2 separate regions of the Rattus norvegicus genome follow, and region 2 is linked to region 1. The links are chromatin contacts, called in public Hi-C maps. All regions are on one chromosome and are shown on one strand. The core of a region is the stretch at or near the end of the contact, and the rest is flanking DNA. Distances in the headings are between cores, read along the strand shown. Region 1 overlaps Daam1 (dishevelled associated activator of morphogenesis 1). Region 2 overlaps Daam1 (dishevelled associated activator of morphogenesis 1).

Region 1 (4,831 bases), core at 974-3,473:
GCCTTTGTACTAAACTAAAACCATGGCTAAGAATAGAAAGTTTCTTACAAGAGCTACTTATTCCCCATCTCTACTGGAAGATGGGGAGAATCTGGGTGGTGGGAACATGGAATTTTAAACGGAGAGAAGAAAAAACTGGCTGTAAGGAATCTTGAGTTTGATCTACTGTTTTTTAATTGGAGCATTAAGATTTCTGGTAACCAAGCAAAGGAAATCAGATTTTATATGTAGGATACCGTTAGAGCATTCAGTTGTCTAGAAGCCAAGAACCAGAATCAAAGGAAGGTTTTGGGATTCAGATTGTTGTGGTCCCATGGGGTCTATTCTCAACTGACAGACTAATAAAGGATAAAAGGGAATCTCTAGGTAAAGGACATAGTCAGTTGTCAGTGAAGGAAAAAAAAATTGAGTCGATTTTCCAATGACACTTTGTGTTTTTGAGTAAATTAGCGTGATGTGTTCTGGGTAAGAACTGCTCAAGCCAGTGTGATAATTTGCATTACATCACAGAGGGAAGTGGCAGTGTAGATGTAAGTGTGCACCGTGCTAAAGTCCCTGTGCACGTGTGCGTATGTGTCACTATGCTGTGAGCTGCTGCCAATGTGCAGTTGGCTTAAAGGAGGTAAAGTTGACTATAAATGCAGAACTTGATAAACTAATCGCTCTGACCCTGAGAGGAGCTAATGGTTTATAATAGAGACTAACGTTGATCTGTGTGTTTACATACCAGTGTCTGCTGTGTTCTTAATAGAACATTGTGTTGCTTCTAAAGTCAAAGGAAGGCTGGGAGCAGAGTGTTACCCAGTAGATGTTACGTATTTCTTTGTTTTGGCTTAGACCTGTCTGCTTAAAAAATTTCCCTATGGTCAAAATGTCTTTGTAAGTTTCCTTCTAGTCTTCTGATTGATCAAAGCTTAGGGAAAGACTATCCCTTCCAACCCTGAGTATTTTGTCTTCCCAAGATCATTATAAGACATTTTACAATAAGCTATTAAATTTAGATAATTTTTTCCTTTGTGTTTGATACAGTGTTGTCAGTCTAGTTGCTGTCAGTCTCTAAATTCTTCCTAATGTTAGATGAAAGAGATGGGGTGAGAGGACATAAAGACATAGAAAGAGAACATCTTCTTGTTTAATTGAAATGGTGGCTGGAGGGGTGGCACCTGTCCTAGGCCTGTGGAAATGGAGGCAGGCCATCGTTGGCTGTACATGGAGTTTGTAGTCAGCCTTGGGCTACAGGGAGAGTGTCAACAAGCAAACACCACTGTAACTCTATGAATTAATTATGCTGTTGAGAAAATAGCTTTAGATCCCTTCGGTTCTGATCAGTTCTACTAATATGAAACCTAAAGAGACTGCGAGTGGTGTATAGCTGCTTACTACGGGCTATAATTGAAAACATGACCACTAAAGTTAGTCCTTCGGCTCCCAGGTGCAAATTACATAGCCAAGATTCTGTACTGACTACCCGCTCTGTACTTGACCCCACTAACCCAGCTTTAAGGGCTAAACGGCCAAGGGGCTGGTTTGATCTCTGTGCGTCATTATAGGCTTTGGGTAAGCTTTCAAGTGAAATTTTTTCTTGTACTTCATTTTTTAAAAAAGTTATTTGACGGTCTCATAGACAAAAGTATAGCATTCTAATTATTTCCCCACCTTGTGTTTTAAAAGCACCTTATGTGCTGTAGCAATGGCTAGAAGATCTGTTGGTTTGTACACACAACTTCTGAGAATTTATTCTGATGCTGTCAGCACCACCACTTGTTCTCACCGTACCATGACCCTAGCCTAGCATGAGCAGGGCATGCTTCAGCTTTAGATTACCTGTGAATGTGCTCACACCACGCCCACAACCCTCCCCTCTCACCTCCTGTTCAGAGTGCCTCTGCGTGCAAAACCGTGTCTCGATTCTCACCCTGGGAGCTCAGTGACCAGCTCTGTCTTCAGCTATGCTTTTCCTGGCTCATGGATAAAGAGTTGGAATTTTCTTTGCTGAAAAAAATATCCCTCCTTTTAGAAGCTGCATATTTTCTCTTATCCAGTTTTAAATGGATTCATTAAAAACACTCTACAGCTGCCAGCTTCTTACTTCTGCACATTGCAAAATTCAAGAACAAAGTTCAATGCAGCGACTGAAAGCCAACGAAATAAACATAGGGGTTGTTTTCTGGAAAGATGGGCAACTACCAAATTTAGAAGGAGCCAGAAAGCCCTTTCCCAGTTCTCTTGCCAGTTAACTTGAGTTTAATCCTCAGTGGCTATCGCTTCACGTCAGACCTGGGCTGTAGACGCAGCTGTGCACTTTCAGAGAGCAGGGTGGTGCGGATGTCCCAGCATCTGAGGGTCCTAACTATGGGGTCTCAGGGCCGGGAAGGAGTGCCTAGTCCAGAGGGTGGGTGCACAATGTGTGCTTCTTGCCTGGATGCTGTGTGAGTGCATCCTGGTGGTTAAAGCTTAGCATGTGAAATGTGTATTAAGTAGTGGGGTGTGTGTGTGTGTGTGTGTGTGTGTGTGTGTGTGTGTGTACACACCCGTGACTGCTGAATACTCCAGCGACAGGTTTGTTCTGCGACTGTTTCTTGGAATAGTGATGATACATTTGGGCTGATGTGTTTGCATCCCCTCCCCCACTACTGTCATCTTTTCTATTCATCTTTGTCATTTGGCTGTTACTATGGTAATGTCAGAGTGCCCTGCAGGCAAGGGACCAAATTAAAAGAAGGTTTAAGAAGTCATTTTACTCCTAAATCTGCCTACCAAGGGCTAGGGAGGGTAGCTCAGTCTTCTAGTGTGAGGTCCCGAGTTCAGATGTCCAGCACCAGCCTAAGAGCCCAGTGCAGCAGTGTGGCTTTTAATGCCAGCACTAGAGTTGGGGACGGGCAGGCCGGTGGACTCCAGAGTGGTTGGCTGGCCCATCTGTCTGGATCAATAAGCTCCACCTTATTGATGAACACCTGCAAGCACACGTGCACATGTCCACATGAACCCTCCCCCACAACACACACACACACACACACACACACAGACACACACACACACAGACACACACAGACACACACACACACACACACACACACACACACACACACACACACACAGAGAACAAAGTTTCTCCAGTGCATATTACTTGGTGAAGTAAGTAAGTAACTATGCTGTGGGAAGAGCCTCTGCTGGATTGTCTTTTGACCCAGTTAATGCTGAAATGTGTCAGATGAGCTGCCAAACAAGTCTCTTGAGTGTGTGGGAGGGGCCTGGACCTAAGAGCAGAACTGGGATGAGCAGGAGGGACCTGCAGGGAGCTCTGGCTCCAGCCTCCCACTGGCCTCTGGGGTGTCTTACAGTTTGTCACTGTGGCTGGCTCAGTCTCTCCATTCAGTTGGAAAAACACGGCTTAGAAGTGCTCCATACTTGCTCAACTGAAGCTGCACTAGAGTCTAATTCTGACTCTATCTGGGGAAACGATTTAGCTGCTTAGAGCAGTTACTTGGTTTAGAGGACTGGCTGGCTGATGCCGATCAGATTAATTAAAAATTGAAGTCACCCCAATGGGTTTCTAGTCACATAGCAAAAGATGAAGGACTCTAGGTGTAGCTGTAGAGTTTGTCTAGCAAATGGGATAGAGTTTGTATTGTCTGCTCATGAGGGGAAAGAAAGGAAATAGTCGGTAAAGCATTAGTAGCAAAATGCTAGGTGTTCTGTTGGTCAGCCTTTGCTTGTGGGGTTTCTCTCTTGTTTGTCTGTAGCACATGAAAATGTGTCTGTCTCTCAGACGTAGAACATACCTAAGAGATGGCGAGTCATCTTGTGGCGGTCTGTGTATGACTTAGGGTGTTGGCAGAAGTGCCATAGGCTGAATCCCTCAGGATCCACCTGTGAACATGCCCAGGCCTTTCTGGATAGAAAGCTTTGTGTTATAGACCTTTTCCTTTCTGGCCTTCCTGACTGGTTAGGAGCAGGAGTCTCTCAACTACTACCACCCAACAGTGTTCTCAGGGTCATTCTGAATCAGTTTTAAGAGATATTAGCAACCCATGAGTCTTGGGTATGACAGCCCCAGGTCGCGGTGGGGTGGAGGTTTGTAAGTTTAATGAGTTACTGCTGTTTAATAGTATATTTATTCCTCCATACATCCATAAAAGTGACTTTTTTTCCCATCAGAGGATCACACCTTGGTATCCACATTCCTCGTCTGGTCTTTTCTAGTTATCATGTACCTCTGACCCTCTAGCCTCTGACCTCCAGTATTGTAGAGCATACTATGGGAAAAGAGGGTTCCATCCTGAGAGGGCACTGTGGGTGCTGGTGTATCCTTGAGGTACTCCAGAGAAGGTTACAGCCCACTCAGTATGTAGGAACTTGGGTGTGACTAGAGTCTGGGGATTGGATTTGTTTGCCATGGGCAATTTTGTAGGACAGTAAAGACTTGTTTGAGTCATAGACTTGAGAGTTCTCTGAACTGTGTCTATGCAATCAGATGGAAGGTTAGCTTGTCAAGGATAATTATAAAGCAAAACAAAACACAACAAAACAAACTACAAACATAATAAACACACAAAATGGTGATGGTGAATGACTGAGCAGGAGTACCCCAAGGGCTTTAGTTCTCCTTCCTTGTTTTTCTTACTCTCCACCCCCAATTCTGGTATTGCACAAATGACATCCTAACCTCTGTCACTCTGTACATTTTTGTCCCTGTGTGGGTGAGCTGACCTCATTAGAAATAGACTACTGGTCTACCACACCCTATAGAACCTCCAGTAGGCTGAAGGTCTTATATGTAATCTTACATTTCAGTCACTTAAAATCTCAGAAAACAGTGTGTCTTGTCTGG
Region 2 (4,831 bases), core at 1,639-4,138, 34 kb after region 1:
TAGAAGTTGCAATAAAGTTTTGGGAAAGGTGACATTTGTTTGTCTGCTGCTGTATCCTGGTTCTCCTACAGTGAAATGGCTAAGAATGAAAGGCAGCCTTGCGTTTGTCGTCCATGGCTCATGAGGCGCTTCATGTCTAAGCTTAGGAGAGAATGTGCCCTGATCCTCTCCCAGTACCCTTTCCATGCCCTTCAGTACTGTGGCTTGGTCTTTCCTTGTCCCCTTTCTTCTTTGGTCAGAACAATGTGCTAACATTTACTATGAATCGGGAAGCAGACTGAAGGAGGAGACAGTGTTTAGAACAAGGTCTGGTACCTGATGAGCTGTGGCAGTGCTCAGTATTGCTGTGGGTTCCAGTACACGAGGTGTATCTACAGTCTTGATGTCTTACCTGCTTCTTCCCTAGAAGGAACCAGAACTGAGACAGCTGGCCCAGAGGATAATGTCAGAGGCACAGGACGCACACTTTCCCTTTAGCAAGGACACACGTGCTGTCAGGAAGAGCGCACGACTTAGAAGTGTCTTCCCCTTGGCATGTCTCAGGGTCCAGGCTATGTTTAGAATGTTCACTCTTTTTTTCCCTCCAGCTCCCACCAGGAGAGTTGGTTTGTTTCTTTCTGACTTCTCAGTGAGAACTAGAGACTTTAGCATTCACTCACACGGGAGCACAGACTCAGACTTGCATTCCATCTGGCTACCACTGCATCCTTCTGTGTAAAGGACCAGGACTGCACAGGCAGTTGGAGATGCATTGCCAAAGGGAAGAGCTCCAAGAATCCCCCTGCCTCCTACTCCCAGAGCAGTATCAACCAGTACGTTCATACACGTGGTGTGTATAATTTTCTCAGTACCGAGACATCAGAAGTGAAAAGGGTCTCGTTTGACTACAGTGTCTACTCTTAACTGTTAGTTTTATTCAGACATTTCAAAAGTGCAAAGTGTTCCTTCTATGTACTAGTCTCCAGTTTCTAAAATAATCTGTTTTGTATCCAGGACTATGGAGCTTTCAACAGACAGGCTTTTGTGGAACTTTGGACATAGGACTTGATTTTGTTTGCTTTGGAAGTTTGCCCTGATTTGGGGAGAATGGAAAGAGCTGGCACCTTCTATTTCATTTTATAGGTTCAGATACCATTGAATATCACTGAAGGTTTTGGCTTGTTAAATACATTGGTAACAGCAGGGTTTTGCTAATTTTAATGCTTCTTTTAAGAGGAAAGCTAGGTTCAGCATTTATACTGCCACTCTAGCTCTTTTATTTACATTTTAAATTATAACCAAGAGCCGTTCTTAAAACTCATCAGGCTTTCTGAATGTTTTTAAATCACAAGAGTGTAATCCTGCCCCACTTCAAAGCCACTGCTGTACCCGTGGCCCTCCTCATCCAGCTCTGCGTCCCCTGCTGCCCACTCGGGTGGCCCTGTAAACAGCCATTTTCCTTCTTTTTATAACTACTTGAAAATAGTTTTGAACTATATTTCTTTTATGATGCCTAAGTAGACCCACTTGGAAGTGGAAGCCTAGAGACAGGGTAGGCGTGTGCGTAACACTGGCTCATAGCTATAATCTCAGTGCTGGGAAACCAAGTCACTCTGCAGTTGCTTCTATAGTTGAGGCCAGTCTGGGTTACGGAAAGATGGAGAAAGGGAGGGATTTTTAGAGATAAGGTCTAAGCCTAAAACTAAAAGTTCCTCCTAGAAATCACTCTTCCGAGGACGTGTGTGTGTGTGTGTGTGCGCGCGCGCGCATGCATGCATGTGCATGTATGGGCTGCTGAGACTAACTGAAGCCAGCAATGACTCCTTGAGCATCATACAGCCGTGTGTGACCCCGGCAGCGTCTTCTCCTAGGATAACCCATTCTATCAGGATGCTCCCGGGGTGCAAAGATGGAAACCTACTGAAATGCTGTCCCACAGCCCTGTGTAAGTGAGTGTCTCTCAGCACAGCAGAGATCCTGGAAACCAAGCACGCCGTGCGTCTGTGCAGCAGAGACTACAGCTGACAGGTGCTGTGGGAGGTGAGGTTGAGCCATGTCAGCGAGCTCCACCCACACATGGCCCAGCTGTTTTGGCTCCAGGTCAGCCTGGGTTGTGGGACACATCTAGCTGAGGTGGTTTTGGGTTTCAGTTCTTTTTAGCAGAGACACACTCTATTCTCTAACAAAGCTCCTGAGCGAGCTCAGCAGGAGAACTGCCTGGGACTGACCTGTGTCCTCTGATTACCTCCATCCAGAGTCAATAACCTACTTTCAGCCACATCAAATGAAATCCTACTTCACAATGTTTAATGTCTGCTGGAATCTGAATAACTGATGGGAAAAACCTAGTCACCAGATGGTCATGCCTCTGGTCACTATTAAGGCCAGCCTCCTTCACTCTTGGGTCACATATAGCTGTGTCACATCCTTCTCAGTATCATTATGTCCCTAAAGGAAGTACGTTACTCCCTGGTGTGAACTCAGTTCCCATGTACACTCCCTCCCTCAGTGGCTAGAATGTGTCTTTTTGTCACATGTGAAACTTTAGCTCGTCTTTACCCCATACCCCCTTATGTGGATTGGGAAGACCATCCTACTCAAGTAGATGACCCAATACTTTAAAAAAGCGTCTCCTGTATTCTAGTGACTTTGCAGACCGCCATCCTGATCCCATCAGCTGTGTTGCCCTGCATGGGCCTCTGGCAACATATTACCTTTTTATTTTTTTCTTACTTTGTTTTGTTCTTTTCTTTATTGTAGGACCAGGAAGAAAACAAGGGAGCAACAAGTTGGCCCGAGTTCTACATTGATCAGCTCAATTCCATGGCTGCTGTAAGTATAAATTACATTCTGAGACAGTCTAAAAGAGAGTGCAGAGTACACAGTTGCACAACAAGCTTGATTGAGTAAGACCTTCTGAATGCTGTTACCTTTCCAATTCCATTCCAAACACTCAGTGTTTGAGGTGTTGGGGACGAGGAGCTGGACTGTTGCCTAGCGAAGTGACTTTTCTAGAGTGTTTTAAATAGAATCTACACACACTAAAGCATGCTTGATTTTAATGTTATAAGAGGAAATGTCATTTGAAATGTGGCTCGTACTCAAGTTGAACTCGCCTTGGCTGTGACTGATATATCGGGAGCTTTGCAACACTCCTGTGGACGGTAGGATTGTCCAACAGTAGTGTGGCTGAACTGTCCCTTCATTGTGTTCACACCCATCTCCTTCTCTCTGGGAACTTAGTTCCTTCCTGGCCTCTTGATTTCATGGGTTCATATGGAGAATCATAAAGTGACTTGATGAAATGATGTAATAATCAGGATGCCCCAGGGAAGCTTTGGTCTATGGCTGTCAGTTAAAATGCGCTCTCAGTATCTGAATTCTGACCTCTGAAATGTTAGCACTTCAGGCAGCTGGAAGATCATCTACTAATCATAACTAATGACAGAAAATAAGTCATTAGCTTTTGAGCCTTAGTAGTTTAAATCATGTTGCCATTGATGAAAACTGAAGGTTGAGGTCTTTGCCTCACACGGCATACTCATGATTTTAAGAATGGGTTGTATCCAACTTTAGGTTGATAGTATCAAACAGAAAGTAGTTCTACCTCTTTCTGCCTACACCCAGGTCCTCATGGAGAATTGTCTTACTACTCCAAGACCTTTAAGGTGATCTAGGCTTTTACTCTGCTCCCACTGGGAAAGTTAAAAACTGACCAGGATCTATCTTATTTAAGCTCTTATTTAAGCTTTGTAGGGCCTCAACTTTCAGGATCTTCCTCTTCTTTCCTCTGTTTCTTACTCTGCTGTTGTACCTTGAGTGATAAACAGTCCAGTAGATGTGACCAGGACTGTACAAATTATAGAAGAAGTCACAGGGTTGCCTTGAGAAAGAGAAGAGGAGAGAAAATCCGTTCCGTATCCCATATCCACCAAATCCCATTCTATACACTGCTGCCCCAGCAGTGAGGAAATGGTGACATCGCTGTCAGTGTGGATAAGCTAACAGAATGGGGGAGTTCCGATGACTGACAGGGACTTCTCTGTGCATCCACCCAAGCAATGATAATTTAGAGCCATTCACCATTTCTTACACGTAGAGGTTGTTTGTGAGTTCTTCCTGATTATTGGAAAAAAGGAGCTGTCAGGCAGATTGTCTCTGGGTGTAATTAAGTTGGCATTGTTTGATGTCTAAACGCTAAGTTAATGAATTCCCTGCCCTGAGTGGAGAAGTACTAAGTAGTGTGGATTTTCCTTTCATTGGATATGGGAAGTTCTATTAATTTGTCCTTTAGTGACTTTTGTGTCTAGGGTCGGCTTAGCCTTGAGTTTTAGGGTTTTCGATATGCCTGCATGGGACCTTCTTCAAATTCCTTGCTTCCTCCTCTCCCCAGACAGCTTTGTTTGCAGTGTTCTAGAGTGGATTATACTTTAATGGTTTGGTTCCTAATCTAAAGTCTTCCCCAGGACATCACAAAGCTATTAGGTTGTGTGACTTTGCCTTCCTTCATGTGTCAGACACCTGACAAAGCTTTGAAATGCTTCTTCATTAGGCCCGAGGCATTATCTTTCTAGGGTCAAAGATACAGAACATTAGCTGGCCGTGGTTAGCCAGGTCCCAGAACTCTGAGGGCTTACTTAAAGAAGGAGGGAGCCCTGGAACAGCAGAAACCCTGCTGAGTCCTCTCTCAACATCCTGGTTGCCTCTGGTCCTCGAGTGCTGGCTGCCATCTGTGCTAGAGGCTTCCCCACAGCACACAGCAAACACAACCCCCCCACACACACACACTGTCCCTGGGGACAGCGATGGTACGTAGTTTCTCCGGAGCAGGGCGCTGGCTGTGCTTGGGGAA

Evidence for each region. Hi-C and Micro-C count contacts between places; a contact is called where the count stands out from the background.
Region 2: a contact with region 1 is called in a Hi-C map of liver, with 7 times the contacts expected there. The contact joins two enhancer-like sites. A contact is called at or near these places in 3 of 12 Hi-C or Micro-C datasets (kidney and liver).

What each region holds. Positions count from the first base shown.
Region 1 is chr6:96,197,463-96,202,293 of GRCr8, forward strand. The region is part of intron 2 of Daam1 (dishevelled associated activator of morphogenesis 1); the gene reads left to right. Among named protein-coding and RNA genes, the nearest start is that of Daam1, 17 kb to the left of the region's middle. Within about 2 kb of position 2,224, at least 30 of the 93 cell types and tissues checked have an H3K27ac peak or open chromatin away from gene starts, as enhancers often do. A contact at or near this core is called in liver, where this site is marked.
Region 2 is chr6:96,230,968-96,235,798 of GRCr8, forward strand. It overlaps Daam1 (dishevelled associated activator of morphogenesis 1), which reads left to right. Exons shown (of 24, transcript NM_001108030.1): 4 at 2,740-2,811. Among named protein-coding and RNA genes, the nearest start is that of Daam1, 50 kb to the left of the region's middle. Within about 2 kb of position 2,889, at least 6 of the 93 cell types and tissues checked have an H3K27ac peak or open chromatin away from gene starts, as enhancers often do. A contact at or near this core is called in liver, where this site is marked.